3 separate regions of the Zea mays genome follow, and regions 2 and 3 are each linked to region 1. The links are chromatin contacts, called in public Hi-C maps. All regions are on one chromosome and are shown on one strand. The core of a region is the stretch at or near the end of the contact, and the rest is flanking DNA. Distances in the headings are between cores, read along the strand shown.

Region 1 (3,958 bases), core at 1,450-3,949:
TAGACCATGTAATCTAAGACCTTAATTGACTCGATCAGTTTCAAAAAAGAAAGCTACTTTTGAGTTAGTGTATGATTTCCTCATGAATAAACCTGGTTTAGAACATGAGGATTTTTGTACAAAGTACATAGTTATATGTAGAAGGTGCGTCTTTTCCTATCGTTCTTAGGCTGTGGCCAACAGATCGTGTATATGGCCGTGCAAAACAATGTTTTGCACTATATACAACATTGTTTGCAGAGTGAAATTTAGAATAGGAGATGAGATAGAATATCTACTGGAGATAGCCTTAGTACGGGCGTTAAGTGACGCAAAATAAATGTATTAGCCTTTTTATATATCGATGTTACACAACAAGGACGTTATATAACCTAGTAGCTTGGACTTTATAACAACTAATGATTTGAAGACGCTATGCAAAACTATTTTTTTATGAAGCAAAGGTAGTTACCAACTTACCATCTATCACAAGTAGAGGAAGGATCTTCGTTTTTTGGTTTTACCCTAGTTGTTTTGAACTAGGACTAATATCAGCATTAGTTCGAGATCCATCGCCTAGTGTTGCAGATAGGTGCAGAGGGATCTTCATAAATCCACTTAGCTAAAGCATTGTGTTTATGACTATAGTATCAACGAAACCTAGACCGATAAACTCTTTTGAAGCCCCACCCGCTAATTTGATCATGAGATAATTCTTTTTATTTCCCACACCTTCACAAGAAAAATCTCCCTCTAATTTGATCTAATCTCTTCTGAATCCCTTCATGAATCCAATAGCCCATTGTATACATAGGGTATTGGTCAAACTTGAAATGATCAACATTGATCTTCCTCCATAAGATAATTGACAACACTTTCAAGTCTCTAACCTTTACTCTAATTTGCCTGTTTTATTCACCGAGCTCTTACTTGGCCATCCTCTTGTACCTAATTGATGTCCTAGATATTTCATGGCAAAGTTCTTCGCCTTGCAATTAAAACCATCCACAATTCTCTAAGTTTCCACCTCATCAATCCTAATTGTATGCACCTATGGGTAGTTAATCTGTATACCCAAAACCTCTTCAAAGCAGAACTGAAGAAATTTACAAAGTGTTTGGTTTGAGGAATGAAGTGATCCATCTTCTTCTCACTCCTCACTTTTTTATTTGGTTTATGGAATAGAATGGGTTGATCCATCACTACCCCATTCCTCATAAGCTAATAATTAGTATATACATGAGGAGTGGGTTGATTCCACCAAAATTGATGGAATGAACTTATGATGCGTCACCTCATGAAGCATACAGTGACTCCATAAACCAAACACACCATTAAGATTTGCAATATCTCTTCCTAAGTTTTAGATGAACAAAGCTGTATCATCAATGTATTCCAAGTTATTTAGGCTCGCCCCAGCGAGATGATAAGTTACTCCATTGATATACCCCCTTCCCAAAAGCTCTCTAAAATGGTAGACAAACCATGGCATCAACCACCAAGTTGAATATAAGGGGAGATAAAAAGGTCACATTGCCTCAGGCCCTCGAAGCATCTGAAATATTTTCCTACATCTCCATTAAGATTGGTGGTCACTCTAACATCTCAAACAACTTATATTTGCTTCTATTTTCAGTTTGAAAATGATTTCCTATTTTTCTTCTTCATTAAGTCTTGTGACATATCACATTTTTGGTCTATATAACAACTCATTGAATTCTAGAGGAACCATCTATTGTTGGAACTATCCTTCTATGCCAAATAATAAATAAATAAATATAATATTGAAGTACCAATATTTTATCATATTTTTTGCCCATCTTTTCTTAAATATCTTACTAAAATAACGAGTCTCTGTCATGAGGTAATATAGATAGCTAGAAATCTCAATCTAAATATATTTCTTCGATCTAAAATCTGAATAGTAACTGTAACCCAAATAAAAGATGTATATGTACCTTTCTTACCGTAATAATCAAAGGTTTTTTTAGTTAGACTCTGTTTGAAACCTCTAAAGCTTAGCCTGCTAACAAATTGTTTACTAGATTAAACCAACTAATAACCTAATCGTTTGTGGATAGTTAGTTACCAATAAGTTGAGGTCTCAGCTCGGGTGTTTCGCATCTTCACAACTAATTTTAGCAGCTAACTATCAGCACTAGAGATTTCAAAGAGAACCTTAACATACTTTTGTTATTTCAAACATTAGATTCACAAAAATAGAACTCAAAACACGTCAAATTAACTTAATTCAGTGTCATTTTAAATATTTTTGTCCTTATGCGTCTTTTTATCTTTTGTATGTGCACATACGCATAGCAGGACAAAAATATCTAAAAATACATTAAAATCAAGTCTGACATGTTTTAAACCATATTTGTACTAATGATTTCTTTAATTACACTCCTAAAATTTAAGACTAAACTTTAGTCTATAGAAATCCTATTTAAAAGATCTATTTTAGTCTTCCCGTTTAGTATTTTCAAAACAAAAAATGACTCACTAAAACTTAGAGGTTGGAACCAAACACCACGGAGGGTACGAATTTCTACTTCGAGGGTACGAATTTCTACTTCGTGAAGTGCGTGAAGTGTATTTATCTACCTGTCCCCACCGGAGGGTACGAATTTACTCTGTCTTGTTCAGCTGTCCTTTTTCTTCCCGTTTAAACACCCCCAGATTTCTCTATATCACGACGCTACCCCTCCACGTCTCCGCTTCTCGTGTTCTTGTTCGTCTCCGCCTCAGGCAAACTCCACACGGACACGGTCACACCTCGCTCGCTCTCGCTCCCGTATCGCGGTTTCCTTTTCGAAGCCTTGCTAGGTTTAGCTGGGGCCTCCGTCTATCCTGTCAATGGCCCCTTAGGCGGCTGTACTTCAGACTTCAGAGGTGACGTGAGGCGTGGGGACGCGCGTAGCTGATTGGTTCGAGGAGGCGGGGATGGACCCGGACTTCTCGCCGGCGAGTGGGGGCCCGAGCTTTGAGTTCGCCTTCAACTCGGTCAACTTCTCTGACCGGGTGTTGCGGATCGAGATCGTCGCTGGGGATGACGCCCTCGGGGCCAAGGGCGCCACCGGCGAGGGGTGCTCATCTCTTGCCGACTGGGCGTGCCACCGCAAGCGACGACGGGAGGAGCTCCGACGCGACAAAGGTGAGAGAGGATTTCTGATTATCTTTTTTTTTTTCATATTCCCTAGAATTTGCGAATTGGCTGTGGATTCCAAACTGGGGAAAGACAGTGGTTGGTTGTTTGAATTGAATTATTCCATGCGTTCTCTGGAACTTTTGAGGTGATTTGATTTGACCTTACCATGTGCTCGGGCTTTACTAAAGCCTTCGGCCTCAAGTGCTAAAATCCCCCCTTTCTATTCAAAATAGGAAGGGTATTTTAGCCCCCCTCGTTCCCCTCCAATTCCCTGACTCCCAAACTAGCCCCAAGTGTTGTGAAGGCACTTTTTGTTTTAATCGAGGCTGTGAAATGTGGGATTGTGGTTCTCTTTTTCAATCCTTTGAGTTGGCGTAGTGGCAATTCAGATTATCATTTACTAAGCAATCTGTTACCAATGAAATGACCAAGTGGTGGAAATTAGTGGGGATAATTATTGCAATTGACACTTGGCTGTGGGTGATATGTTCTGCTGTATTGGCACGATGTCATTCATCTCTGCATTTGGTTTGTGCAAACTAATTATTTGTATGCCCTACCTTGATCAATGCCTGTAATATGATTTACATAATCATGAACATATGAACAACACACTCAAGACCAGCCTGTGCGACCGAACAAAGCTTGCAAGTTTGGGATGTAATCTCTTTGGCTATTGCTGCATCGGTTGTAAATGAGGAAGAGGAAAGGAGCGAGGAAGAAGATAAAGAAGGGAGAGTGTCAAGGGGGTGCATATCTTGGCTGTTGGATCGATCCAACACCCAAAAAATGTGATTGAAGCCATAGCCAAATATCAGGCAACTGATAAGG
Region 2 (4,094 bases), core at 713-3,212, 270 kb before region 1:
CTTTGCAGCATCTTCCCATCTTCCACTGTTCGAGTAAATGTTAGAAAGCATGACATAGTTCCCAGAATTCCATGGCTCCAGTCGGGTGAGCTGCTTCAGCACATATTCAGCAAGGTCAGCATTCCGATGGATCTTGCAACCACCGAGGCGTGCTCCCCATACAACGGCATTTGCCAGCATTGGCATGTCACCAATCAGCTGATGAGCCTCCTCCAGCAATCCCGCACGACTCAACAGGTCAACCATACAACCATAATGCTCAATCCTAGGGCTTATACTGTATACATGAGTCATGTTATGAAAATACCGCCGCCCATCATTCACAAGGCTAGTATGTGTGCAGCTGCAGAGCAATCCAATGAAGGTATTATCATTCAGCTTCACACCCGAGTTCTTCATCTGGCCAACAAGCACAAATGCAATCTTCTCGTGGCCAATCATGCCAAGCCCCATGATCATCGCATTCCAAACAATGATGTCCCTCTCCAACATCTGCTGGAACACCATCCATGCCTCTCTTGTGCTCCAACACTTAGCATACATATTGATCAGTGCAGTGCCCAGGACTGGGTTGTCAAGGACCTCATCCTAGTGCACTATTTCAACCGCCTGTCATCCCAAATCCAATGCACCTAACCTCGTGCACGCTGAGAGCGCCCCGACCGCCGTGTAACAATCCGGCTTCGCTCCCTCCACCTCCATCGCGAAGAAAAGGTCTAGAGCCTCCCGAGGATGTTCGTTGGAGGCGTACCCTCTGACTATCGCGCTCCAGGCCACCGCATCCTTGTTCTTCATCTCGTCAAACACTGCCCTAGCCTTCTCCATCTCCCCGCACTTGACGTACAGGTCCAACGCCGTGGTCGCCACGAACACGCTCTCCGTGACCCCCTCCTCCTGTTGTGCCGCCCTCCACACGGCCTCCCCGGTCTCTAGATCCGCGACGCGGGCGCACGCTGTGAGCACCTGCACCGCCTTGAAGCTGTCGGGGCGCATGCCGCTCACGAACGCCCTCCTGACGACCCCAATGGCTTCATGGGCACGCCTGAAATTTAGCCGAACCCCGAAGCAAAATCTAAGATTAAGCAAAATTAAGCTGTCGGGGCGCATGCCGCTCGCGAACGCCCTCCTGACGACCCCAATCGATATCCATCCGACGAAATTGAGCCGAACCCCGAAGCAAAATCTAAGATTAAGCTAGCGCAACAAGGGGATTAGCAACTGTTATGCTCTGAATAGAAGCGTGGGAAGAGAAGAAACCGATGCAAGTGAGCGAGCGTACCAGTAGAGGAGGAAGAGGGCGGCGGCGGCGGAGCAAGCAGCTTCTGCTGATGAACCCTGTGAACAAGTTGTCAATAAGTAAGAAGAGAAAAAGGAAACTAAATAAGCAATTTGAACTCGAGCTCTGTTTTGAAACACAAGGGAACTGGCAGAGAGGGTCTCGTCTCTCGTGGAGCGCATTGGAAGCAGCAGCCAACAGACACAAAATCCTCCACCGTTTACATGGAGAAACACGAACGGCGGTGGCCGGTGGATACAGATCAGCGTCTGCAGCCAGCAGCACCCCTGCCGAAGCCGCGGAGCACTGGGTACGTACGGGGACTCCGGTAGCAGACTAGATCGCATCTCTTGTTTCTTTCTGCGCCAGACCGATAAACGGAATAACAAGAAGAAGAGCACGAACGAAGGGAAGGATGGAGAAGCTCCTGTTTTTCCGCCGCCGCCGCAAGGAAGGAACGGAATCGGTGCCAGAGTTGCAACGCATGCACGCACAAGTAGCATCCGCGGGCATCCCGAGAGCCAAGGCGTTTCCCTCCATCGAATTTTCAGCGCCGAATCCAAAGATAAAGAGAGGAGGAGGCGCCAAACAGCACAGGAAGGAAGGAAAGGGAGGAGAAAGCGAGGAGGAGGCGTAGCTCACCGGCGGCAGCGGGGCTGGGGAGACGAGGAGGCCCGGACGGATGCGGCGGCCGCGCGCGGGACGGGACGGGACAGGGATGAGGGGCGGCGGCGGCGGCGGCGGCGTCTGTTGAATGGTGTTGGTGGTACTGGTGTGCGGCTGTGCGCAGGGAGGGGGGAGATGGGAATCGAGCACGCGAGGTGAGGGGGCAGCCGGGCAGCCAGCGGCGCAGCAGCGCAGGCGGCATATAAAATACTAGATCAGCCGGCGCCCCTTCGGGCGCCCTATCTAGCATAGGGAAAATATGAATACACAGTTATACACGCTATAATCAAATTAAATAGAGGATGACTAAATCTCAAACTAAATTGTTTAGTTCAGAGAGAGAAAACAGATACTCAACAGAACATAGAACACGATTATCTCGAAAATAATTCACATTAAAGTTGTAGCACCGCACTTAAACGTGCACCATAGTATGACGTTGAGGCTTGTTTTAGCTGGAAATTGGTACATAATAAGATTACATGGTCCAAGTTTACGGCTAGTCGATACAGTGGGGGACATGCAACTAAACCAGAGCTATTTACAAGGTACCTAGAGCCAACTCTTGGCTGGCACAATCCAGACAGCTAGGCACAAACATTACGCAGCTACAAGTGCAGACCCATTCCATCTACTAAAGCCAGCTGAACAATCCATCCACAAAAGCGATAAACAGAGATGACCAAGATGTACATCCACAAAAGGCAAGACATCATCTGTGACGTGTTCAGACTGCAGGTTTGTTAAGGCTGCAAACAAATATAAGAATGTGAGTATAAAGTTCCATAAATATTATGCGCGGGGTCTCTGAAGTTAATGTTATACCAAAGAAAGATATTAAGCACATGTATACAACCTCAAGGCTACACAAACAGGGTCTTGATCGCAAACCAATAGCCTTAGACAGTTTACTTAGGCAAGAAATATATGATTATGTAACTGCCTATAGAGGAAACTGTTCACTGGCTAAGTACTTTTGGCTCTGCCCAGAGCTATATTCAGCAAAGGCAACAAGTTCCAGATAAAAATACTTTTTTTGCTAAATGAGTAAGAAGTTGGGGTAATATTTTGTGGCTTAAGTTCTTACATTGGTCAATCAAGGAGCAGATGTGACTGTTTCAGACGCTCGCGCTAGTTTCTGTTTGATTGGATTGTTGGATCGGGATCCAAGCAACTAACCGTTGTGTCTGGCTGCTGATTTGTTAGGCTAAGAAGGACCTAACGGAGGTTACCCACAAGGTCTACTTCGATGTCGAGATTGACAGCAAGCCCGCAGGTTTGTTGCGCCACCCTCTCGCTTTCTCAATGTCAGATAGTCAGATCAGCACGCTACGGCGTACGATGGAGCAATAGGGCCACTTTAGATGTCTAGCTATTTGGTCTCTCTCACCAGTGCTTAGAAAATCTTCAGCAGCTTTCATAGGTCGGATTGTCATGGGGCTTTTTGGGAAGACTGTTCCTAAGACAGCAGGTATTATGAACTTATTGTTAACTATTCAAAACTATCTTCTCATGAGATAAGAGAAAACTAATGCCCCTACAACTTGTTTTCCTATAGAGAACTTCCGAGCTCTTTGCACAGGTATGTTTTATGCTATTATCACCCTTGTTATAGTTTTCCAATGACTAAACTCGTGGTAGGTTTAAGGTTTGGCAGTTTTAAATTGAGATTGTTTTGTCATGCAGCATAACTAAAAGTAATGGGCAGTTCCATTACCAACCCAACTTTCCTACAAATATGGCGTTTGGCCTAGAAAACATCAGATGATACATGTCCACTATGTTGCAGGGTTTCTGGATTGTTTTTACTTGAGTCTGGAACGACAGGAATGGAAGCATACGAGTTACTGTTGGCCCAGCATACGACAGGAATGGAAGCAACAACAGGAATGGAAGCAAGAAGGCACAGAGAGGCAGAGGCTGTACCTAGAATCAGCAATGCCAGAAGCCAAGTCATGGCCATCACCAGTTTTATCAGCTGAGCCTCCTAATATCTTCCTCGCAACCTGTCTGGTAGCTGAGGACCCACCTTTTGAGAGTGGCGTTGGCGACCTTGCACGCTACATCGAAGTGCATAGTCTGTAAGGCAACCTGAGTTGGTGGCAACAACAAATGTATTGAGTGTTCGAAAGCATGGGTTACCTTATCCTTG
Region 3 (4,136 bases), core at 1,304-3,803, 300 kb after region 1:
GTTTAGCCCAGGTCTTAAAAGCTAAACCAAGAGCACCTTAAGTGGATGTTTGGAAGCAAAGTATTTTGTCGAGTTTTGAGGTAAAACCATAAATATTAAAGAGTACCATGGTATTTTTTTGCTAATAGGTGTTTGACTACCTTGTAAAAAAACTATGATTTCAACACAATGGTTTAGTAGATACCATGATATCTTTGAGTATTTAAAACTCTCGTATAACACAAAGTTTATGTTTATAGCTCGCTTCTAATATAGGCACACTAAATATTATAAATTGAGACAGTTTGTCTCCATACAAATACTGATTAGAGTAATATAAAAAATACTATTGTTGTGTAATGATATTTTAAAACCAAAATATTTTGTTTCCGAGGACATTGGTAAAGGGGAGCCTCTCTTCTAAAAGCAACTCCAATAGTTATGTAAATTCTAGCTCTCTAACTCACAGAATTAAGTAGTTGCTAAATAACTTTGAGAGTAAAAAAACGTGAGTTCTCCAATAGTTCTCTAAATATAGGTTGTAGTTTTGTTTTGTATCTATCTACATAAAAAATAAGTCACAAATGTCAATAATCACCTTCATTGGCTATATAATGCAGTCAACAGTTTTGTTTATGCTCCGTTTGGATGTCGATATTGGAGGGCATGTAATTGAATTAGGTTCAATACCAAAGCAGCCATGTTATTGAAATGAGATGTAATTCCAAATCTATTGTTTGAATGTCATTGAATTGAAGTTTATAATTATGTGATCCAATTCCACGCAATATAGAGGAGTGACACTTTGTATTGGGAGAGGGAGTTTCTAGTTACACTTCAATTCCATGGAATTGAGTCTCTGATTCGAAACCAAACAATAGAATTCTGGAAAATTGATTCAATTCCCAATGATGTGTTTCAATATCTACATCTAAACGGGGTATTAGGGAGTTACTAAATGATTGGTAGATGTAGAGAGAAAATTAGGTTAGATGAAAAGTTGCTAAATTTAGGAAGTTAATTTAGAGAACTATAAGAGAGTAGTTATTATGTTAACTATCTAAATTAATGATTTAGGAAATCTTTTAATAATTATTGAAGTTGCTCCAAGCATGCTCGCATACAAGAGTTGTATTGTTGGAGCGCAAGAGCGTGGTATCGTAATTAGGGCTGGAAATGGATGTCTGGAGATCCGAGTTATCCGTATTCGTATTCACTAAAACTACTAGTATGGATATCTGTATTCGTATTCGATTTCAATATGGATGTCAAATGGATGTATTCGAATTCGATTTATAGTACTTTTCTCTATCTGATTCCATATTCGTATTCGAAAAAACCATGAAACATCCGATACTATCCTATTCGTGAAAAATGTGTTTCATGAAACCATTTCAAACTTAACTTTATCATTAATCACTAATTAAAAATGATTTTAAGTTTAGTAATATACTAGAAAAATGATATATATCATTTAAAATATTTATATGATAAATAAATAAATTATCAACCTTATATTTCTAGTGATATTTAATAATAAAACTCAAAAGTTTTCATAAACATTAAATTATAACTCTCCACTTTATCTATAGAGCGAACACATCTCAACGAAGTTCGATAAACATTCTTGGTACACACATTACAATATATAGATAAATTTCTTCATTTAAGTTTTGGTACACACATTTATAGATAAATTTCTTCATGTTATCAATTAAACTCAAACATCATACTATAACTCTCCACTTTACAATATATAGATAATTTTCTTCATGTTTTCATTTAAGTTTTGGTACACACATTTATATATATGATATTCATTCATTTTAGAACAACAAATTTGTTTTGCTTGGTACATTTACTATTTTATATCGATTGTAATTTACTTGTATCTGTACAAATGTCACTTGTTAAATAACACATGTTCTTTTGTTACATGCTTCGATAGTTTAAAATATTATTTATATAGTTTTGTTGACTTGGATACGGTGGTTCACGAGAAATCTATTTTAATTTAAGTTTGTTTTGACTTTCTATTTACTATCTTTAAACTTGTACTTAAATAAAAATCCATATATGCATATGTTAAATTTTAGGGTATGATGTTTGAGTTGAATTGAGTAAATATCCGAATAAGAATTCAGATTCAACTATCTATTTTGTATTCGTAATCGAAGATATTCGAATTTGTATCCGAATTTAAACTAAAATATGGTAAACCGTGACATTCGAATTCGTATTATTGGTTCCATTTTCACCCCTAATCGTACTTGGCAAGTCGACACACAAACTTAATTTATACCTGTTTGCTTGACTTTAAATTATACATATTTCTACTGTTTTTACAGACAGTAAAAAAACTGGCTTTAATCCGGCAAGCTGCGACGCGCTCGGCAAGTCACCGTCACGGCCATCGGTCAAATGAGAACGCAACCTAGGAATAAAGACCACCAGCCGCTGCATCCTTGTCCTCTCTTTTCTTGCCATTTCTCTCTTCTTCCTTGCTGTGCACTACACAAACCAACCATAACTTCTCTTGTTCTCGTTCTCTTCCCTGCGTGAACCGCGGACCAAGAAGAAGCGGGCGTTGGGGACTTTGGGATTTGAAAGCCTACATATTATTATTTCTCTAATTCAGGCGTGGTGAGTCGCTTCTCGTCCTCGGCTGAGCGCGCGAGTTCATCATGCGATTTTCGCTGTAACTTCTGTTGAATTTAGTTTTGCCGGGCGTTGGGGTTTGAATCGGTCGGGGTGATCTGATCCGAGATGTGATGTTGCAGGTCTGTGCTGGGAGGGAAGGGATCTGTGGGGCTGCAGCCCCATCCGGGCTGAGGGTTGAAGGATCCGGCCCTTTGGTGTGCTCCCCCAATCGGGTTATTATTTCTCTAATTCGGGCGTGGTGAGTTGCTTCTCGTCCTCGGTTGAGCGCACGAGTTTATCCTGCGCGTTTCGCTGTAACTTCTCTTGGATTTTGCTCCGGGGTTTGGGGTTTGAATCGATTGGGGTGATCTGATCTGAGATGTGATGCTGCAGGTTTGTGCCGGGAGGGAAGGAATCCGTGGGGCTACAGCCCCATCCGGGCTGAGGGTTGAAGGAACCGGCCCTTTGGTGCGCTCCCCCCAATCGAGGAAAAGGGGGCAGCGGATGCTTTGTTGCCTTCGGTGAGCAATTTCACTGACTTTTGGTTACAATTTACTGGGGATTTGAGTAAATTCCTGACCCATCGCTCCAAATGATCAGACCGTCGCAGGCTCGCAGCATCCGTTACGCGATTGGGAATGGACCATCAGCAGGTCGAAATGACTGTTCTGTGACACTTTCCCCCCAATCCCATCAATCCCGGTACGCACCTCACCCGTTTCACCTATCATCTGTTTATTTTGTACCCAGTTAACTGAAGGTTTTCCAAGTTTTGTGCAGATTTGATTTTTATTTGAACACAAGATGGGATTGTAATCTCGGTTGCTGTTCTGTGCCTCTTAGGTTTTCCTCCGTCCTGGATTTGGAAGGGAGGAACTCTTGGATTTCTGTCTCCATGGCGCACGAATTGTAGTTTCCAGAATCTTACTTTGTAGATTTAGTGTAAATAATAGTGATAGCAGCTGGTGACGAATCTCGGGTTTCCTTAGTAGCTGTCACCCTGTGAATATGTCGTCGGCAGGTGTGATTGTCTTGGGGCCAGTTCCAGAAGACCCTGCCTTCCTGCCCATCTGCTTCAATGGCAGCCGGTCACAGCACTGCTCATCTGGGTCACAACTGCAGGATTCCATTCTTATTTTCCTTGCTGTGCCGGGTATGCCACCCATGCCCATGAGCGTGCTGGGATCTGAGTCTATTGCATCTGTCAAGCTGCGCATCCAGCAGTTCAAGGGCTTTGTGGCGACGAAGCAGAGGCTTGTGCTGGATGGGCATGAGCTGGCAAGAAACAACTCCCCAGTCAAGGATTATGGGCTGGCCGAGGGAAATGTTCTGCATCTTGTTATTCGACTATCAGATCTACGTGTGATTAACATTGAGACTGCAACTGGAAGGAAGTTTCAGTTTCAGGTGGACCAGAGCCGCAATGTTAAGTTTCTCAAGAATAAGCTTGAAGCAGAGGGTGATGAGGATATTGGTAATCTTGAGGATCACAAGCTTGAATATGATGGTGAGGAGCT

What was found. Hi-C and Micro-C count contacts between places; a contact is called where the count stands out from the background.
Region 2: a Hi-C map of endosperm shows a contact between it and region 1, with 1.8 times the contacts expected there. The contact joins the promoter of LOC100280513 here to the promoter of LOC100282557 in region 1. A contact is called at or near these places in 11 of 25 Hi-C or Micro-C datasets (bundle sheath, ear, endosperm and 4 more) and 1 of 3 datasets of contacts at active chromatin or transcription factors (leaf).
Region 3: a contact with region 1 is called in a Hi-C map of ear, with 2.5 times the contacts expected there. The contact joins the promoter of LOC100274207 here to the promoter of LOC100282557 in region 1. A contact is called at or near these places in 2 of 25 Hi-C or Micro-C datasets (ear and leaf).

What each region holds. Positions count from the first base shown.
Region 1 is chr6:117,466,730-117,470,687 of Zm-B73-REFERENCE-NAM-5.0, forward strand. It overlaps LOC100282557 (GAMYB-binding protein), which reads left to right and starts at 2,700. Exons shown (of 6, transcript NM_001155465.1): 1 at 2,700-3,133. The coding sequence starts at 2,923.
Region 2 is chr6:117,202,155-117,206,248 of Zm-B73-REFERENCE-NAM-5.0, forward strand. It overlaps LOC100280513, which reads right to left and starts at 1,963. Exons shown (of 12, transcript NM_001370738.1): 1 at 1,919-1,963; 2 at 1,280-1,335. It overlaps LOC103629899 (a long non-coding RNA gene), which reads left to right and starts at 3,130. Exons shown (of 3, transcript XR_554702.2): 1 at 3,130-3,218; 2 at 3,366-3,413; 3 at 3,501-3,547.
Region 3 is chr6:117,764,693-117,768,828 of Zm-B73-REFERENCE-NAM-5.0, forward strand. It overlaps LOC100274207, which reads left to right and starts at 2,554. Exons shown (of 6, transcript NM_001360561.1): 1 at 2,554-2,622; 2 at 2,760-2,882; 3 at 3,013-3,140; 4 at 3,220-3,321; 5 at 3,463-4,136. The coding sequence starts at 3,628.